Linked DNA regions of Sorghum bicolor: region 1 is linked to region 2. The links are chromatin contacts, called in public HiCAR-type maps. All regions are on one chromosome and are shown on one strand. The core of a region is the stretch at or near the end of the contact, and the rest is flanking DNA. Distances in the headings are between cores, read along the strand shown.

The links. HiCAR-type assays count read pairs that join an accessible place to other places.
Region 1: a HiCAR-type map of leaf shows a contact between it and region 2, with 4 times the contacts expected there. The contact joins the promoter of LOC8072025 here to the promoter of LOC8072021 in region 2. A contact is called at or near these places in 1 of 4 Hi-C or Micro-C datasets (leaf) and 1 of 1 datasets of contacts at active chromatin or transcription factors (leaf).

What each region holds. Positions count from the first base shown.
Region 1 is chr6:40,438,048-40,441,913 of Sorghum_bicolor_NCBIv3, forward strand. It overlaps LOC8072025 (chaperone protein ClpC1, chloroplastic), which reads right to left and starts at 1,795. Exons shown (of 10, transcript XM_002447679.2): 1 at 1,626-1,795; 2 at 415-1,020. The coding sequence starts at 976.
Region 2 is chr6:40,234,529-40,238,427 of Sorghum_bicolor_NCBIv3, forward strand. LOC8072021 (60S ribosomal protein L12-1) reads left to right here and starts at 1,896. Exons shown (of 2, transcript XM_002446300.2): 1 at 1,896-2,486; 2 at 3,167-3,468. The coding sequence starts at 1,984. The coding sequence ends at 2,484. It overlaps LOC110436234 (a long non-coding RNA gene), which reads right to left and starts at 1,765. Exons shown (of 3, transcript XR_002454040.1): 1 at 661-1,765; 2 at 224-350; 3 at 1-93.

The DNA.
Region 1 (3,866 bases), core at 545-3,044, 200 kb after region 2:
AGCATCATCTTAAAGAAAAATACAATAATTAGCATTCCACACTTCTTCACAAATTATAGTGCAATGCTATATAAAAGAACATCACTGTGTATTATAATAAGCTATTATGGTAGTGCTTTGTTTCTACTCAAAACACATACAACGGCCACCCTTTTCATTTATATTTCTTAATGAGCAATCAGTAAACAAACATACACTAGCGCTTTGCATGTCCAGTAAAAGATGGGGAAGAAGAATACAATGTCATACCAGGAATTAAAAAATACTAGAATTTACACTGATTTGATTAATATTTTCAAGGTGCATCAACAGAGCACACCAAAAGTAGTCAGATAAAATTATAGGTAAATACATTAACCAACCAAACCTAATAACAGAAAATGAGCTAGCTATATAGATAGGTGAAGATAATACCAAGCTGACGAGCTTCTTCAAGGGACAATTCCAATACACGTTTTGCACGAGGCGTGAATGGGATTTCAACAGCCACAAACCCACTGCCACGTCCAATTATCTTTTCAACTTCCACTCGGGCATCCTTAAGATTGATTCCCATAGACTTCAGAACCTTCGCCGCAATTCCCGTGCCCTCACCAATAAGCCCCAGCAAAATCTGCTCTGTCCCAACAAAGTTGTGTCCAAGGCGCCTTGCCTCCTCTTGCGCGAGCATAATCACCTTGATTGCTTTCTCAGTGAAGCGTTCAAACATGGCACGAACAACCCCTCGTGAGGCCGACCCGCGCGGCCTTGCAATCTGACTTGCCACGATCGACACAAAGTCACGCTTGATCACAGACCTCGTGTCCAAAAAGTTTGTCTGACGCAGCCCTTGGAAGCCACCAAGAGTAAGAGTCCTTGCTGGCATATTGCGCACCATTGTAGCATTTGTTCTGGCCCTTGCACGCGCGCGGAAACGACCTGAGCTGCTTCTGTAAACGGTTGGAACAATCGCAGACTGAACTAGAGCGCCCTCCATGTTGAACTAGCAGAAGGCAATCCCAGGCCTCTACCTACCAAGCCCTGTAAATTTGTAAAAGGAACTAAGTAAAACTGTAAATATCACAAAATGTTGTGCAGATGCAGCTAACCAAACTAATTCACATGGAAGAAAAGAGTTTGCAACTAAATCTGAAGGTGGCAAAGGATTCAATGAAGCATCAAATACAATAGCAACCACCATACTGAAACGATTGCAGGTCTCGAATAGATTATATTTCCTCGAATCGACTCTACAGCCTTTCTATGCCGACACAGGCGTGCATGCTTTAGAATCCCAAATCGATTTACCCCTTCCAGCCGCCGTTCCGCGTTGCTAACTTCAACGAAACAGAGTCGAGAGATATGGTTGCCGGTCGAGGCAACAAGACGCCCTCTAAATCGTATCAGCAGAACCTCAAGTGGTCAGCATCTACCCTAGGCGACGCACATCAAAAGCGACGCCGCCGGAGCCATCCGCGCTACCCAGTAGGAAAGCACCCGCGGATGCGCCGTGCAGGCCAGCCAGGGGATGAGCCGGCGGGACCTGATTCCATCCAACAAGTCCTCACCCCCAACCCCAACCGCGACGCGCCGACAGACACCCTACACAAATTCAGACGGGGAAACGGGAACGGGGAGATTATTACCGCGCCGAGTTTCGTCTCCCGCAGAGGGGCCGTGGAGCGCGCGCCGGCGGAAGCGTCCCGACCCTGCGCCGGCGAGGCGGGGGAGGAGGTGGCGGAGGAGACGAGAGGGAGGGGCTAGCTGCCTGCCGCGGTAGTGGGAAAAAGGAGAGGGGAGGGGAGAGCCGGAGAGGTCAGAAGATAAGGAGAGGAGGAAGGCGACGGAGCGAGACCTTGCGCTGCGTTGGTGGAGTGGGTCGTACGTCACCCCCATCCCAACACGGGCTTTTGCAATTTCTCATCTTTGCCCGCGTGTGCAGCCCACTTAGCCCAACAACGGCCCTAGTTTGTGCAGGCTGCAGGAGGGCCCGCCTTGCCATGCCATCCTTTTTTTATTTCAGCCTGGTTAAGCCGAAAATTGCGAAAGAAGAAGAGCTTGTTCATTTGTATATCTCCTACTACAACTAAAAAGACCAAAGTGTGGACATCTTTTCTTTTGGTGCAAAAAAAAGTTTGGTTCTTCCGTCTGCCCGGTACCTGCGAACGAGTCCTCCCCTTGCGCAAACGGTACCTGCGAACGAGTCCTCCCCTCGCGCAAACACGCAAAAAAAGAAAGTTCGCAATCTCCACCTTCCTTCTCGGGTCGGCAATCTCCACCTTCCTTCACAAGCCTCTGGTCTCCGTCCCAGCATTCCACTCCTCCCTCGCCCCGCGCCCGCAGCGAGCCTCGGTGCCCGCGCACCCCGGTACGCGCCCCCCGTCCGCAGCGAGCTGGCTGCCCGAGCGGCAGCGCCGGTGCCCCCCAGTGAACGCTCGCGCGCGCACCACGGTGGACGTGGCCCGCGCCCCCCGTCCGCAGCGAGCCGGCTGCCCGGGCGCCTCCCCGCCCCCGCCCCCACCTCCCAAGTCGGGGATCCCGCCGCGGTACGACCTGGCCACCGTAGCGCCTCCCTTCCCCTCCCCTCCCCTCTCCTCCCCTCCCACGACGCCTCCAACTACGGCGGCGATGATCTCTGCCACCACCTGGATCCCCACTGCCCTTGCGCCAAAGTCGTCCCGTCGGCGACAATCCCGTGCGACATCACTCTCCCCGAGCTCTTTCTCGCCGCCGAGCCCGTTCCGCCACCTCCTGCGCTTGCCTAAGTTGTAGTATCGCTGCCTCCTCTCCCTCCCCATCACACCCACGCCTGCCTATCCCTGCCCCTGCCCTACCATCCTTTTTCTTGATCCAGATAGCCAGCCATGGCGGCTAGGAGGTTGGGGGCGACTGGATCTGCATCCCCCTCCCCTTGTAGGTGCTGACGGGTCAGGCGGGCCTGCAAGCGAAGCGTGCTTCTAGAGGACGCCGAGCCTCTATCCACGGCCATCGTCAGCAGATCCTGTGAGTAACTCCTCCTCATGCACCCTTGGCATGGTTTGCTTGTGCTCATGCAATGACACTAGCTCCTTTTCCTCCTCCTCGGCCACCATTATTGTTACTAGCTGCTATCCCAGCTAGAACACCATGGTTAATAAGTGTGTCGTGGTTGTGTCCTGATTAAATCATGTCTATCCTTTGGCTTGTCAGATGTTTTGTCCTATATATGTGTTATTTGTGAGCAAAGCTATGCTGCTGGCCAAGAGTTTGTGTTACATTGCGATGAAATCCCATTATCATGTCTACTCATGTTTGTGAAGTGGAAGGAGTGATGGTCTACTTGTGCGATGTTTCTACAGTTATGTTTCTATTTTGATGTCAAATTGTCAATAGGTTCTGTAATTTTGCTACTAAATTTATTGGAAGAAAAATAGAAACACATGCTCGCAGGGTCATAATGCTTGCCACGTACATAATATTGGGTGCATTGGACTATTTTTGGAGCATTCTTATGAATAATCATGTTATTGTTATCGAAATTAAATGAACTTACATCTTTCATTTATCACTTCTACACATTCTGCGGTAGATATTTATTCCATATTTCATACCTTACTGTTGTTATATAGAGTGTTCTTCAATGAGTTTGACTTCTTTTTCTGCTAGATTTGGCTCTGTCTTTGGGCCATCCAAGCCAGTGACTTAGCTGGAGTTCATGGTGGCACATGCTTAAGATTGTGGTATCAATCACCAACTGACTAGGCCACGGCCATGGTTGGAAGGTAAAGCTCTCAACTGTACCTTTTCAATTCTGCTACTCAAACTTCAAATCTATCTCTAAAAAATTATGTGTTGTAGTACAAATATATTAATTAAGATTTTTTATCATTCATTGGATCATGGAGTAT
Region 2 (3,899 bases), core at 646-3,145:
AGGATGATGAGGTTAACAGATGACGCTCTTCTTCTAGGCATTTGGAATGGAAGTACAAGCTCTGACAGCAGCACCTCAACAACCATCCGTCACCTGGCATGCACACAGACGATCGACGGGATCAAGGATAATGATAACAAGGCTGCACTCTGATGCTGCCTCGTATAGCACCTACTGCATGCTGCTGCATCAGAAATTCAGAATCCCTGAAAACGTAGTGTACCTGTAAATTCAAGCTTTTCCTTGGCGTCTTGGACCAATGCCATCTCGGGACGCTTGCTTTGCGTTGCTTTGCTTTGCTCAAAGGGATGATCAATGCCATCAGGCTTTGCGTATTTGCAGTGCGCTGCCTGCATCAGCCCAGGGTAAGCTTGACATCATCCATGGACGAACTGAAATGAAATCATCTCTGAATGAATGCAGCAACGGCGGCAGGTTGTCGGTCGATTCCTAGTGTTCTTTTTATTTAAATACAGGACGTAATGAGTAATGACCATGAAGCTGCAGAAACGCAACGCTGACTACTCATGCACCGATCGAAAAGAAAAAAGGAGGATTAGATTCTTCATCAACTGCAGCACAAGCTGATTGGAAGGCTGCTAAATGTGCCTTGCTGCCTGATCAGGAAAAGCCGAGAGGTGTTATAACTCGTTCGCTCACTGGTAATCAGGCAAGGGGATGCTGGCCGCGAACAGTGTCAGTTAAGGTAGATCGTCTTGGACAGACAAGGACCTTCCATCCATCAGCTTTCAGCTCCCGATGCCATGTTATCCGCACCCAATCGAATTGGGAGCTGCGGCAACTGCAAGTGGAAGCTCAAAGTTAATGTCAGGTTGTTAATTAACCCAGGAAATCTGCAGATATCGGCTATTCATTATTCTGATCAAATATAAGCTTCTGATGCCGATCGGGTTATGTATGAGGAATAAACAGGCTGACTTTTCGTCACCGATGAAGTGGAGGTTGGACCATGTAATGTATGCGAGCGCGTCGTCTCGTTCTCGTAGTCACACTCACACGCACTGTTTGGGGGAAGCTGACGGTGCAGCGGCAGCAGCGCACCAGCTGAGGCTGAGGTGATTGCTTGGGATCCATGCAATGGCCACGCAGCGTCGGTGTCATCGTCGTCAGCTCCATCATTGCTTCCAAGGCTAGAGAAGGAAGGAGAATCCATGGCGGTGGGTGCACTCGACGCGAGTGAGTGGTGAAGGCATTGCATTGCCTTGTGAAGTGAACAACTCAGCCATGGTTGACGACGAGACGATGGAACCAGAACCAGCAGAGAAAGATTAATCTTGTGAGAGAGCAGGAATCGAATGGCCACATGTACAAGCTTGCCCTGCTGAATCGACCACACACACAGCCCGTAGCAAAAGCGTATTCATAAACTCTCATCATTGTGGTTGCTTCCTTTCTCCTGCACCTAATTAATACGTTCTGTGTGTTTCTAGTACTTTATTAGTGGATGATGATGATGATGAACCTCAGCAGCAGCAGCAGCAGCTACGCCTGCTTGAATTGAAACCCACCTGAACAGAAGGAAGGCGGCAGGTAGCCGTCGCGAACTCGCGATGGCAGGCAAGCATGCATGTGTCAGGACACCGACGCTTCACTGGCCGCCACGCCACGTCAACCCACTTCCACTTTGTGGAGTCAGCGCCAGCGCGGCGACCGCCGTCGAAACGGCACGCCGCCGGCCGCCGCGCGCGCTCTCTGTTCCTGAATCCCTGATCGGCGTGGGCCGGGAAGGGGGAAGATGGGCCACATCCATGTGTGGGCCGAGTTTTATATGGGCTTTCAAAGTGACCCAAGGCCCAAATCACAAACAAGCCAACGAGATGGGCAAGCAAGCCTACCTTGTAACGAGACGTATATAAAGACGCCCACCGCGGCCTGCCGAAACCCTAACCATCCGCCGCCGCCAGTCCGCCGCCCTTTCCCAAACCCTACCCAGCCGCCGAGCAAGCAGCAGCAGCAGCAGCCATGCCGCCGAAGCTCGACCCGTCGCAGGTGGTGGAGGTCTTCGTCCGCGTGACGGGCGGGGAGGTGGGCGCGGCGTCGTCCCTGGCGCCCAAGATCGGCCCGCTCGGCCTCTCCCCGAAGAAGATCGGCGAGGACATCGCCAAGGAGACGGCCAAGGACTGGAAGGGCCTCCGCGTCACCGTCAAGCTCACGGTACAGAACAGGCAGGCCAAGGTCTCCGTCGTGCCCTCCGCCGCCGCGCTCGTCATCAAGGCGCTCAAGGAGCCCGAGAGGGACAGGAAGAAGGTCAAGAACATTAAGCACAGCGGCAACATCAGCCTCGACGACGTCGTCGAGATCGCCAAGACCATGAGGCCCAGGTCCATGGCCAAGGAGATGGCCGGCACCGTCAAGGAGATCCTCGGCACCTGCGTCAGCGTCGGATGCACCGTAGACGGCAAGGACCCCAAGGACCTGCAACAGGAGATTGATGACGGCGAGGTCGAGATCCCATCCGCTTGAAGGTGAAATTCGTTCAACCTCTCTTGTTATTACTGCTACGGTTTGCTCTTGCCAGGGTTGCAGAGAGATGCTACTGTTATTGATTTGTTTGTTTCATGTCATGGGAAGCTAATTGTTAGTATATATGTCTAGCTTGTTTGCTTGTCTGAAAACTGTTTGCTGATTTGTTGTGAGAGAAAGCACTGCGGAATGGCTGACAGATTTGTTGTGTAGGAACTTCAGCAGGTTCTGCTGTGCTACAACTCTTTTGTTATTGAGAAGACCATTTCAATATCCTGTTGAGTGAGCACTGTTTGTTTTTGCTAATAGTTTTTCATTGAGGCCTAGATATTAATTTAGTTGATCAATCCAATCATTATGGTTCATTTGGTCAATCAATAGTGGAAATAAATGGTTTTGTGCTTCAGTTTGAATGCGGAAATAAATCGTTTTGTCATTCAATTTGAATGTCGATGGATTATATAGCTGCCAATTTGGCCAAGATTTGTTAATGTTTTTTCCTTGTTTAGACATGATTTCAGTGTGGCATTGTAAATGGTTGTCCAAATTTCACCGCCTTCTGTTCAACAATGTATCTACCCTTATTGATCTGCAGAATGCCTCAGTCGAACCACATTGCTTATGTTCTATCATGAGATCCAACATGTAATTGATGTCTTACATTCATTTCTTGTCTACGCAGACTAGGCATCGAAGGAGACTACCATTGGTGCTGCTGAAGTGGTGTTTGTTCTGCATTCTGCTGATGTACCTTGCCAAGCAATGTGATTCCATCTGTTTTTGTCTAGCTATGTTAGTGTTATCTTGTGAGAGACCTCAATTTTACTACCACATCTTTGTTGGATGCAGAGTTTTAATCACTTTAATCGTACCTCGTGTCCCGGATAAGTTTCGTCTTCCTTTTTGATTTGAAGGTAGCCTTTGGTGATTGTGGTCTTTCTTATAAAAGGAATGCAGCCTGTCTCAACTGGTTTGACGAGCGAACTGCTTCAGCTACCGATTTTGGTTCTGTCTGAAAATGCTTGTGGACGTTGGGTTTTGTGGGCGTTGGGTTCGAGTTCGGGAAGTCTGATGGCAAAGGTAGAGGCCAATCGGAAGGCTAGGTAGGAATCCAGGCCGCGAGGATGGCAGGCCCGATGGGCGTGTGAGCCGCAATCGGTTTCCACGCAGGTGCAGTCCTGAGTGCAGGGGCACTTGGTGGAGATCCCCTATAAATTAGGGCTTGGGGAGTTGTTTGTTTGGGGCCCTCCTTTTCAAGGCTTGAGAGTAGGGTTTTTGCGGTTTGTGTCCCTCTTCTCTCGAAAATGTCAACCTTGGATCTTGTTGTCTCCTATCACTAGTAGCCATATCCACTTGTCATGCTCACCCCTTGTTTTCCGTAATTACTCTTTTTTTTTATGTTGCAAGCGAAAATC